Linked DNA regions of Mus musculus: regions 1 and 3 are each linked to region 2. A link is a contact called in public Hi-C and promoter capture Hi-C data. All regions are on one chromosome and are shown on one strand. The core of a region is the stretch at or near the end of the contact, and the rest is flanking DNA. Distances in the headings are between cores, read along the strand shown. Region 1 overlaps Exoc6 (exocyst complex component 6). Region 2 holds the start of Cyp26a1 (cytochrome P450, family 26, subfamily a, polypeptide 1). Region 3 overlaps Exoc6 (exocyst complex component 6).

Evidence for each region. Promoter capture Hi-C pulls out the DNA fragments that hold promoters and counts their contacts. Hi-C and Micro-C count contacts between places; a contact is called where the count stands out from the background.
Region 1: a contact with region 2 is called in a promoter capture Hi-C map of trophoblast stem cells, with 4 times the contacts expected there. A contact is called at or near these places in 16 of 39 promoter capture datasets (the 3T3-L1 cell line, 3T3-L1-derived adipocytes, the HPC-7 cell line and 12 more), 23 of 484 Hi-C or Micro-C datasets (the BV-2 cell line, the C2C12 cell line, the F1.1 cell line and 17 more), 6 of 130 datasets of targeted methods (craniofacial prominence, differentiating embryonic stem cells, embryonic forebrain and 2 more) and 1 of 9 other capture datasets (adipose tissue).
Region 3: a contact with region 2 is called in a Hi-C map of pro-B cells, with 2.9 times the contacts expected there. A contact is called at or near these places in 16 of 39 promoter capture datasets (the 3T3-L1 cell line, the C10 cell line, the HPC-7 cell line and 10 more), 43 of 484 Hi-C or Micro-C datasets (B cells, the Ba/F3 cell line, the CH12 cell line and 21 more), 12 of 130 datasets of targeted methods (astrocytes, embryonic stem cells, extraembryonic endoderm stem cells and 4 more) and 1 of 9 other capture datasets (embryonic stem cells).

The regions. Positions count from the first base shown.
Region 1 is chr19:37,600,922-37,604,170 of GRCm38.p6, forward strand. The region is part of intron 17 of Exoc6 (exocyst complex component 6); the gene reads left to right. Among named protein-coding and RNA genes, the nearest start is that of Exoc6, 52 kb to the left of the region's middle.
Region 2 is chr19:37,696,382-37,699,697 of GRCm38.p6, forward strand. It overlaps Cyp26a1 (cytochrome P450, family 26, subfamily a, polypeptide 1), which reads left to right and starts at 1,427. Exons shown (of 7, transcript NM_007811.2): 1 at 1,427-1,717; 2 at 1,910-2,134; 3 at 2,400-2,690; 4 at 2,770-2,928. The coding sequence starts at 1,529. Gm32342 (a long non-coding RNA gene) reads right to left here and starts at 1,165. Exons shown (of 3, transcript XR_003952929.1): 1 at 779-1,165; 2 at 347-482.
Region 3 is chr19:37,578,022-37,581,053 of GRCm38.p6, forward strand. Exoc6 (exocyst complex component 6) reads left to right here. Exons shown (of 22, transcript NM_175353.2): 7 at 399-554. Among named protein-coding and RNA genes, the nearest start is that of Exoc6, 29 kb to the left of the region's middle.

The sequences.
Region 1 (3,249 bases), core at 325-2,824, 95 kb before region 2:
TATATAGGGAAACCCTGTCTCAAAAAAAACAAAACAAAACAAAAAAACAAAAAACCAACCAAACAAACAAAAAACAACAACAACAAACCAATAAATAAATAAATAAATAAAATTAAAAATAAAATACACGATTTCCAGATGATTTATTGCATTGTTCAAAATGTTTTAAGTATTTGAGGTCTGTCACCTTTTAATGATTACGTTATATATGCTAACTAAGGAAAGGAGCATAATCTTGTCGCTCTGACTGACCAGTAAAATGCATGACTTTGAAGTGGCTCCTCTCTCTCTGCCCATCCCCCTGTCACTTTCCTCATGACTGACATCGGGATGTGTTGTGCACTCTTCCTCTGTTTCCCTCTGTCTTGAGCATCAGTGGTGCCATCCGATAATCAACTGGATGCTGTATGCCCTGGAATTCCAGCTAGAAAGTTCAGAATCGGATCAAATGGTCTATGGCATATTGTTTCTTGAGTCAACATAAAAACTAGCAGTGGGGACACGTGCTGTGGCAATTTCAGCTTTACCCTTGCTTCACTCCTTTGTGCTAAACCAGTGGTTCTCAACCTGTGGGTCCTTTTGGGTTCATGTATCAGATATATTTAGCAGATATATTTAGCAGTAGTAAAACTACAGTTATGAAGTAGCAACACAATAGTTTTATGGTTGGGGGTCACCACAGTATGAGGAGCTGTATTTAAGGGTCATGGCATTAGAAAGGTAGAGAACCATTGTTCTCAATGATTATAATTAATGTAACCCTTTTTTTTTTTTTGGTCACTGAGTGTTCATAAAGTGTTTCAAATAAGATACTTGTGTTAGTGACCCGAGCAGAAGGGGGAAAAAAAAAAAGACAAGAAAAACAACTCAAGCTTTCTTAAACAGTAATGAGTCTGGGTGGGCTAACTGTACCTGTGGTCCTGACTGTGCTGGATGCTGAGGCAGGAGGATCATTTCAGCCCTGAAATTGAATAATTTAGGCAACAAATCAAGGCCCATTTCTAAAAAAGCGACAGGAAAACTAAAACGATGGGAAACATTTTTGCTCATTGTGACAGAAACGTCCAAGGATTGGGCAGACTTCAGCTGCCTGTGGGGGCGAGACAGTCCTCAAGGACCCAGAATCTCTTCCTCTGTTACCTGCGATCTGCACAAGTTTGGCTTCATCTCCACACTCTCCATGGTGACCAAGTGTCCATTCTAGACTCTCCCCTGCTACTAGAGTGGCCACCTGGCCACTGCTCCAAACACACACCCTGGCTGATCCAGATCCTCTGCGGGCAACGTGGGAATTACCAGTCAGCTTACCCTCAGGATCTATCCTTGGAGCTAGCTCTAGGGCAGCCCAGCCCAACCGGTAGCCGTGGTCGGAGCCAGGACTGTTGTCCAAAACATACTTGTGAGCTGAAGAAGGAACAATAGACAGTGCAGAGAGTCACAGCTGGTTACTAACAGTGTTTAGCTGTTACCGGTTAGCTTTTAATCAGAACGCATGTGCTTACAGTCCGGGAGGCGCAGGAACTGCGTTAAACCGTTCCTCGGGTCGTTCTGTTTCTTTGGTTGGTTGCAAAGCCCTGATAATGAATGGTAGGAGAGCTTTTTTTTTTTTTTTTTTTTACATAGAAGTAGAGATCAGTATGTTATGCTAGTTACGTTTCTGCCCCTAGAGGGCACTGTTTCTTTAACAAGCAAAGGAGGAACTTATTATTTTATAAGCTGAATCTTTACATTTTAATGAAGAGTATATAATAGTGTGTCATTTCATGCCGGGTCAGGGGCACATGTACTTCGCAGTTGTTTACTTGTCTGGATTATAAAATGCTGAGAGCCCCTGGTGCTTAGAGACGTCCGTTCAAATGTTGTCTTTCCTGTTCCTGTACTTCCCTACCCAGCAGTCAAGGAGTTTTTACTCAGAGCACGCAGCTTGCTATTACACTCTGCGGAAGGCGTTAACAAACATCTTCAAATATGCTTTTCCCTTCATTTAAAAGAAGTTGCGAGAAAAGTTTGTTTTAACTTATTGTAGGAGAAGCAGAGTTTCTCAGTGTCACCAAAGTTCTTGCTGGCAGCAGAGACAGAAGCGGTGAGCTGTTATACTCTGTGCTTCAGTTTTCCTTAGTTCCTGTCCCCAAATCGAAGTGAAATAAACAACTAGAGTGATCTTGGTCACCGCTTCTCTGAACACTAAGTCCAGAAAGCACACGCTGTTTGTATGTGAGACAGGGTCTCACTGTGTAGCCCTGGCAGCTTGCTGTGTGTGCCCTAATGCTGGCATCAAGGTGCGCATCCCTGTGCCCAGCCCAGAAACCACACTCCATTACTTCATTTGAGTAGGATGTAAGCGATTTATTTTCATGTATTTTCTGCCTTCAGATTAAAACTTATTTTTTTTTCTTCATAGCTTCAAAATGTCTAGGTATTTAGTTCTTTAACTTTTGGTGGATATTTTAATCATCTCATATTTAAAAATTTTCAAGATAATGTGAACTAATAACCTTCTTTGTTTTATTGTTATAAAACTACAAGTTTTTTTTTTAAAAAAGGGAAGCAGCATTAATTTTAAAACTGGATTTAAAGTAGACTCTTAAAAGAGTAGCATAGCTGGACAGTGGTGGCACACACCTTTAATCCCAGCACTCGGGAGGCAGAGGCAGGCGGATTTCTGAATTCGAGGCCAGCCTGGTCTACAGAGTGGTACCAGGATAGCCAGAGCTATACAGAGAAACCCTGTCTCAAAAAACAAAAAACAACAACAACAACAACAAAAAGGAATAGCATATATATATATATATATATATGCATATATATGTGTGTGTGTATACATATATATACACATATATGTATATATATACATACACATACATATATATACACATATATACACATTTTGTTTTTGTTTTTGTTTGTTTTTTTGTATGAGTACACTGTAGCTGGTTTTAGGCAAAGCAGAAGAGGGCATCGGATCCCATTACAGATGGCTGTGAGCCACCATGTAGTTGCTGGGAATTGAACTCAGGACCTCTGGAAGAACAGTCAGTGCTCTTAACTGCTGAGCCATCTCTCCAGCCCCAGAATAGCATTTTTTTTTTTAAATAAAAATTTTCGTTTGGAGGCGCCTCTTCGAACTGGGTTTGAAGCTTTTTCGGATGGCGTTACTGCTTAGTGGCAGATCACTGGTCTCTTCCAGTCAAGGATAAGAAAGGGAACTTGGCTGCACTTCTCCCTTTCCCTTCTCGCCTGCATCAGGGG
Region 2 (3,316 bases), core at 177-2,676:
CTGCGGGTGTGTTTTCGCTAGAGCCCATGTTCAGTTCTAAACAAACACACGTCATTCTGTTAGTTTTCCGCGCCACTGGTGCATTCAGTGCCCAAATCAAGGCAATGTGTGGTGCTGACTGGCCAAAGCTTTGTGGCGGGAGGACATGAGAAGCCTTGTGTGTGTGTGTGTGTGTGTGTGTGTGCGCGCGCGCGCGCGCGCGCACACGCACCACGCAGTTCCCCTGTGCCCGTTAGTTATTGACTGAAGGAGCTGACGATTGAAGTTTCACAGTCAACCCCCAGTGGATTCCCATAACGTTCCCAATGGCCTGTGCCAGAAGCATAGGTCCAAACAACCCTCTTACCAGGCTCCGTGGCTTTACAGTGGATGGGATCTGGGAGAGTAGAGGGAAGGTTCTAGAACCCTGAAACCAGACCACTCTATTAGCGAACTCACAGCTGCCTTGTGGTGTAGACGAAGTGGAAACGATCAACTTTGTCCTAAGAGAAACAGACAGCCTGGTGACTCACCCAAGATACAGGCGAGCCAAGGTGGAAAGGGGGGTTTCCTCCCTGTATTCCTCCCCATATCTGCCTGGACTGGGGGCCCTCTTCCCGGCCGCTTGGCTGAGGTTGCAAGCCCCAGGGCTATAGGAATTGGGCCGGCTTGGCGGTATTACTACAGTGGAGGTTGACTTTGGAGCCTCTGGTCTCCTTAGTACCCCACCAGGGCTTAGAGAAGGGAGTCAGGCATGTGCAAGGCTGCACCTGGGGGTCCCAGAGACCTGGAGGCTTACTTGCTTTGAACTCGAAAGCAGGATTTTCCAAGTCTTCATGCGCTGGCTCGCCTGTGGGGCCCTGGAAAGCTAGCGTCCACGATCCGCCAGTCATACTTGACCTCCGAGACCGGCTAGGACCCTCGCCCTGGGATCTTCTTGGGATCCTCCCAGATCAGGAAGCGTTTGGAATCTCATTTACTCAACCGGTGGGTCAAGTCCATTGAACGATGATTCTTGAACGCGCTTTCCAAGCCAATGGAAAAGAGCCCACGAGGCGCCTGTGAATGGTGAGCTGGGAAGGCTTCGGGCTCGGGCAGCTGGTTCGACCCGGCTCGAGGGACAGCAGAGAGACAGCTAGGAAACCCAGGACTCCAAATTCCCACTTCTTGGAACCCCGATCCACAACCCACTCCCCCCGCCCCCTCCCCCGCCCGAAGCCGCACCGTGGTAACTCGGAGCTCTGCACACCTAGGACAAGGAAAGAGGTGTTCCTAGTCCCGCACCCCCAGGAGGCGCGCTCAGAGGGAAGCCGCCAGTGCGCCGCCTCTGCCTCGGCGCGGAACAAACGGTTAAAGATTTTTTTGGGCAGCGCCTCGAGGGGGGAGGAGCCAGGGGCCCGATCCGCAATTAAAGATGAACTTTGGGTGAACTAATTTGTCTGACCAAGGTAACGTGGGCAGTAACCTGGGCGGCCTTATAAAGAGGGCGCGCGGCGGGGTTCGGAGCTAGGGCGGCGGCGGCAGGTGGCGCGGGAGGCTGAAGCGTGCCATGGGGCTCCCGGCGCTGCTGGCCAGTGCGCTCTGCACCTTCGTGCTGCCGCTGCTGCTCTTCCTGGCGGCGCTCAAGCTCTGGGACCTGTACTGTGTGAGCAGCCGCGATCGCAGCTGCGCCCTCCCCTTGCCCCCCGGTACCATGGGCTTCCCATTCTTTGGGGAAACATTGCAGATGGTGCTTCAGGTAAGGGAGCTCGGGAAGGGACCTGACGCTTCCCCCGGAGTCCGCCTCAGCTCTGGGCCTGGGCTGAAGGTGGGATAAGTGTCCTCGCGAGGGAGGCGACCACGGCTTGGAAGAGGGGCTAGACGGAGACCAGATGCTCCCCGGCGCCCCCTCATGCGGGTTGCGGGTCTCTCTCCTCCACCTCCCTCTCAGCGGAGGAAGTTTCTGCAGATGAAGCGCAGGAAATACGGCTTCATCTACAAGACGCATCTGTTTGGGCGGCCCACGGTGCGGGTGATGGGCGCGGATAATGTGCGGCGCATCTTGCTGGGAGAGCACCGGTTGGTGTCGGTGCACTGGCCCGCGTCGGTGCGCACCATCCTGGGCGCTGGCTGCCTCTCCAACCTGCACGATTCCTCGCACAAGCAGCGAAAGAAGGTGAGGGTGAGCTGGCAACTCCTTGGCTGGCAGGGAGACCTCATCCTATGGCTTGGTTCAGGCAAATAGATGCGGGGCGAGGGCTAGTCCTATGTGGTGGGGACCAGGACCCTCTCTATCTGAGATCCACTTTAGCTTTTCTGCTAGCACGTGGGTTAGTCCTGGGGGGACTGAAATTCTTGAAAGGGTACTCGGAAAGGCGAAGGGGGGGGGGCTGAGGGAAAGTAGAGGATTGTAACACTCTCTGCTCCTGGGGGGTGCTCAGGTGATTATGCAGGCCTTCAGCCGCGAGGCACTCCAGTGCTACGTGCCCGTGATCGCTGAGGAAGTCAGCAGTTGTCTGGAGCAGTGGCTAAGCTGCGGCGAGCGCGGCCTCCTGGTCTACCCCGAGGTGAAGCGCCTCATGTTCCGCATCGCCATGCGCATCCTGCTGGGCTGCGAGCCGGGTCCAGCGGGCGGCGGGGAGGACGAGCAGCAGCTCGTGGAGGCTTTCGAGGAGATGACCCGCAATCTCTTCTCTCTTCCCATTGACGTGCCCTTTAGCGGCCTGTACCGGGTAAGGGCGGTTTGCGGAGTCGGAGTAGGGGAACGCAAGCTCGGGCATCCGCTCACCGCCACGCTCTCTCCGCGCTCAGGGCGTGAAGGCGCGGAACCTTATACACGCGCGCATCGAGGAGAACATTCGCGCCAAGATCCGCCGGCTTCAGGCTACAGAGCCGGATGGGGGTTGCAAGGACGCGCTGCAGCTCCTGATTGAGCACTCGTGGGAGAGGGGAGAGAGGCTGGATATGCAGGTGAGAAGCAATTTCAAAAGGTGCCAAGGGCCGGGGAGTGCCTCTGACTTTCCAGACACACTTTCTGGGGGTCTCCAAAGCCCTGTCAAGGCCCCAGCTACTTCCAAGTGGGCGGCGATGCTAGGTCTAGAGCTTTTCAACCTGTGGGTCGTGACCCCTTCACGGAGCCAAACAACCCTTTCAGAAGGGTCGCCTAAGAGCATCTGCATATCCGATATTTACATCAAGAAACATAACAGTAGCAAAATTACCGTTATGAAGTAGCAACAAAGATAATTTTATCGTTGGGGGTCACCACAACACGAGGAACCGTATTAAAGGGTGGCATTGGTCTAGAGAGCTGTGGAAGGGGGTGGCTGAGCAATGGGGAAGATCCCAAAGTTCAAAG
Region 3 (3,032 bases), core at 505-3,004, 120 kb before region 2:
AACAAAACAAAACAAAACAAAACAAAACAAAACAGGATTCCTGTGGAAAGAGGCTTAAGTGTGACCCAAAGCACATGACTCTTTCACCCCTGACGCATAAGAAAAATCCTATGTAAAAAAGGAATATGTTGTAAACAAGTTCTTAAAACATTTTTCTACACTGCACTTGGTGATACACAACTCTAAGCCTAGCACTTGGGATGCTGAAGCAGAAGATCTCAAGTTTGTGGCCAGGCTGGGATACGTAGTGAATTCCAGTTCAGCCAGGCTGGGTAGCCAGAGTCTATCAGATACGTAAGTTAGGTGGGTGGATGGATGGATGCTAGATAGTAAATGTTGGATCAGGGTTGACTAGTACCAGTTTTGGAATGATATGAATCTTATTCTCCCAAAAATAGGCACAACAGCAGAAGAGCTTCAGTGTTGCTCTGCAGAAGCAAAATAATATGAGGTTTGGGAAAAACATGCATGTAAATAATGACAGGATTCTAGAAGAGAAGAGTGATGTTATACCGAAGCATGCACTTGAAGAGGAGGCGGAGAACGACGAGGAGGTACCGGGTTTCTTTCTGCCTTTAGTATTGAATGCTTTCTTGTCCCTTAAAGTGCTGTATCTTCTATGTGCAGATTGATTTATGCTCATCAGTCCACAGTGCACATTGAGTGACCTGAAATATTAGGCTATATAATAATAGACAAACAGGATATACTGCAGACTATGTGTTTATAGGTAGTAGAGCGTAGCTGTCTGGCATAATTAGTAGTAAAACTAAATCTAATCTCTCTCTCCTTGTTAGTAATGGTATGTGAACTAGCTGAGGCAAATTTTTATTTCATAATTTTTTTGACTCTGTTATTTGGTCTGACTTATCATATCATATCATTATCATATATGTATGTAGCGTTGTTTGTTTAATGTGCACGTGGATATACGGGGACATACGGATATGAATGCATGTTTGTTCATGTAGAGGCCAGAGGTGAATATCAGGTGTGTTCCTAATTATTCTCTGTCTTAATATTTTTTTAATTTAAATTTAGTGCATGTGTGTGTGTGTGTGTGTGTGTGTGTGTGTGTGCAGGATCAAACCTAGGTGTGCAGGCTTGTGTGACAAGCACTGAGTCATCTAATTGAGGCCACCCCAGGTTGTCTGGCTAGGCTGACTGGGGAATGAGTACCAGGGACCCACTTGTCCCCTTCAGTGCTGGAATTATAGTTGGGTTCAGCCACTCCTTGAGCGTTATGTGGGTTCTGGGGATCCAAACTCAGTTCCCTGTGCTTTGGCGGTAAGCACTTTGCGGACTGAGCTATCTCCCCAACACTCGGCCATTTTATTTCAGTTTGCATTGAGGTGCTACAGGATAATTCTGTTGTAGCCTCTGTTAAACTGTAAATTTCCTAACTAAATATTTGAAAACGTCATAGAGTGCATTTTGAGCATGCCCACCACCCAGCCCCTCCCCTTAACACCCTTTCAATTCTCCTGTCCCTTCCCACCGACTTTGAAGTTATGCCTGCCTGCCTGCCTGCCTTCCTTCCTTCCTTCTCCCTTCCTCCCCCTCGTTCTTTCTTTCTTTTTCTCCTCCTCTTCCTTCTTCTTTTTCTTTCCTTTCCCCACTGAATTCAGTTTGTGTTGCAGAGCTATTCCTGGGGATGGGACCTACCCTGGCCTGCGTTAACCTACCAGAGATCACATCATTAATAAAACAAGCAGAATGCCTTCCCCTCCCCCAGCAGCTGTCTAAGCCAGCAGCTCCTCAGCTAGTAGTGGATCACATGTCTGCCTCCTATGCTGGCACTCTGTCTGCCTAGAGCTTGCATGGGTCTCGTGCAGGCTGTCACACTTGCTGTGAGTTCGTACAAGTGGCTGCCCTGTTAACATCTGCAAACACTATACCTACCACCGCTGGCCCTTCCAGTCTTTCCACTCACTCCTCCACAAGCACCCCTGAGCCTTGGGGTGAGTGCTGTGAAAGGATCTCCAATTTAGGGGTGAGCACACCACAGCCTTTTGTTCTCTGTATGGTGAAGAATCAGGGGTATCTCTGATTAACTGTCATCTTTTTAAATTTTTTATTTATATATTTATTTATATTTTATGTGAATCAATGTTTTGTTTGCATATATATCTGTATGAAGAGCTCAGATCCCCTGGAAATGCAGTTACATTGTGCACTGCCATGTGGGTCCTGGGAATTGAACCCTGGTCCACTAGAAGAGCAGTCAGTGCTCTTAACCACTGAGGGATCTCTCCAGCCTTGTTAATGGTTATCTTTTTTTTTAAGCCTCAGCTGTTTAGAAACCTTGAAATTATCTTTAATATTTTATTTTTCTATTCAAATTTATTCTTTCACTCTATTGTTTCTTAAAATTTTCACTGTGCCACAAAGTTATCTGTTGAGTCTGCCTTGCATTCTTATTAATATCTTGAAGTGTTCACCCTTATAATTTATCTGTGTGTGTCTCTGTATGGTTGTGGATGCTCTAGAGCTGGCTGTGCATGGAGGTCTGAGGCTGAAGACAGGAAGGTTGCTGTCTGCTGTAGTCACTGGGCCAGGGCCTCTCAGTTGAACTCACAACTTCTCAGCAGCCAGCTAGTTCTGAGAGGAATGCTAGGATTACACGAGGGCTGCCACACCGATCTGGCATTCACGTGGGGCTGGGGATCTGAACTCTGGCCTTCACGCTTGAGTGCCAAGGCGAGAAATTTATCCACTGAGCCATCTCTCCTAGGTCCCATCCTTCATTTCAAATGAGTGGTTTTAGGAGTAGAGCTAAGGGCGTATGTTAGCTCAGTGATAGGTGCTTGTAGAAGGCTCTGCTAAAAATGTTTTCTAAGGGAGGTGGACAACCCATGGTGCATTTCATTCTGAGAAATCACTGACCTGCTGAAGTTACTTTTAAAAAAAACTTTTAAAAGAGGACCAGCCTACTCTTCTTCTTCTTTTTAAAAAAGATTTATCTATTTATTTCATGTATGTGAGTATACTGTTGTCTTCAGACACACCACAAGAAGGCATTGGATGCCCAT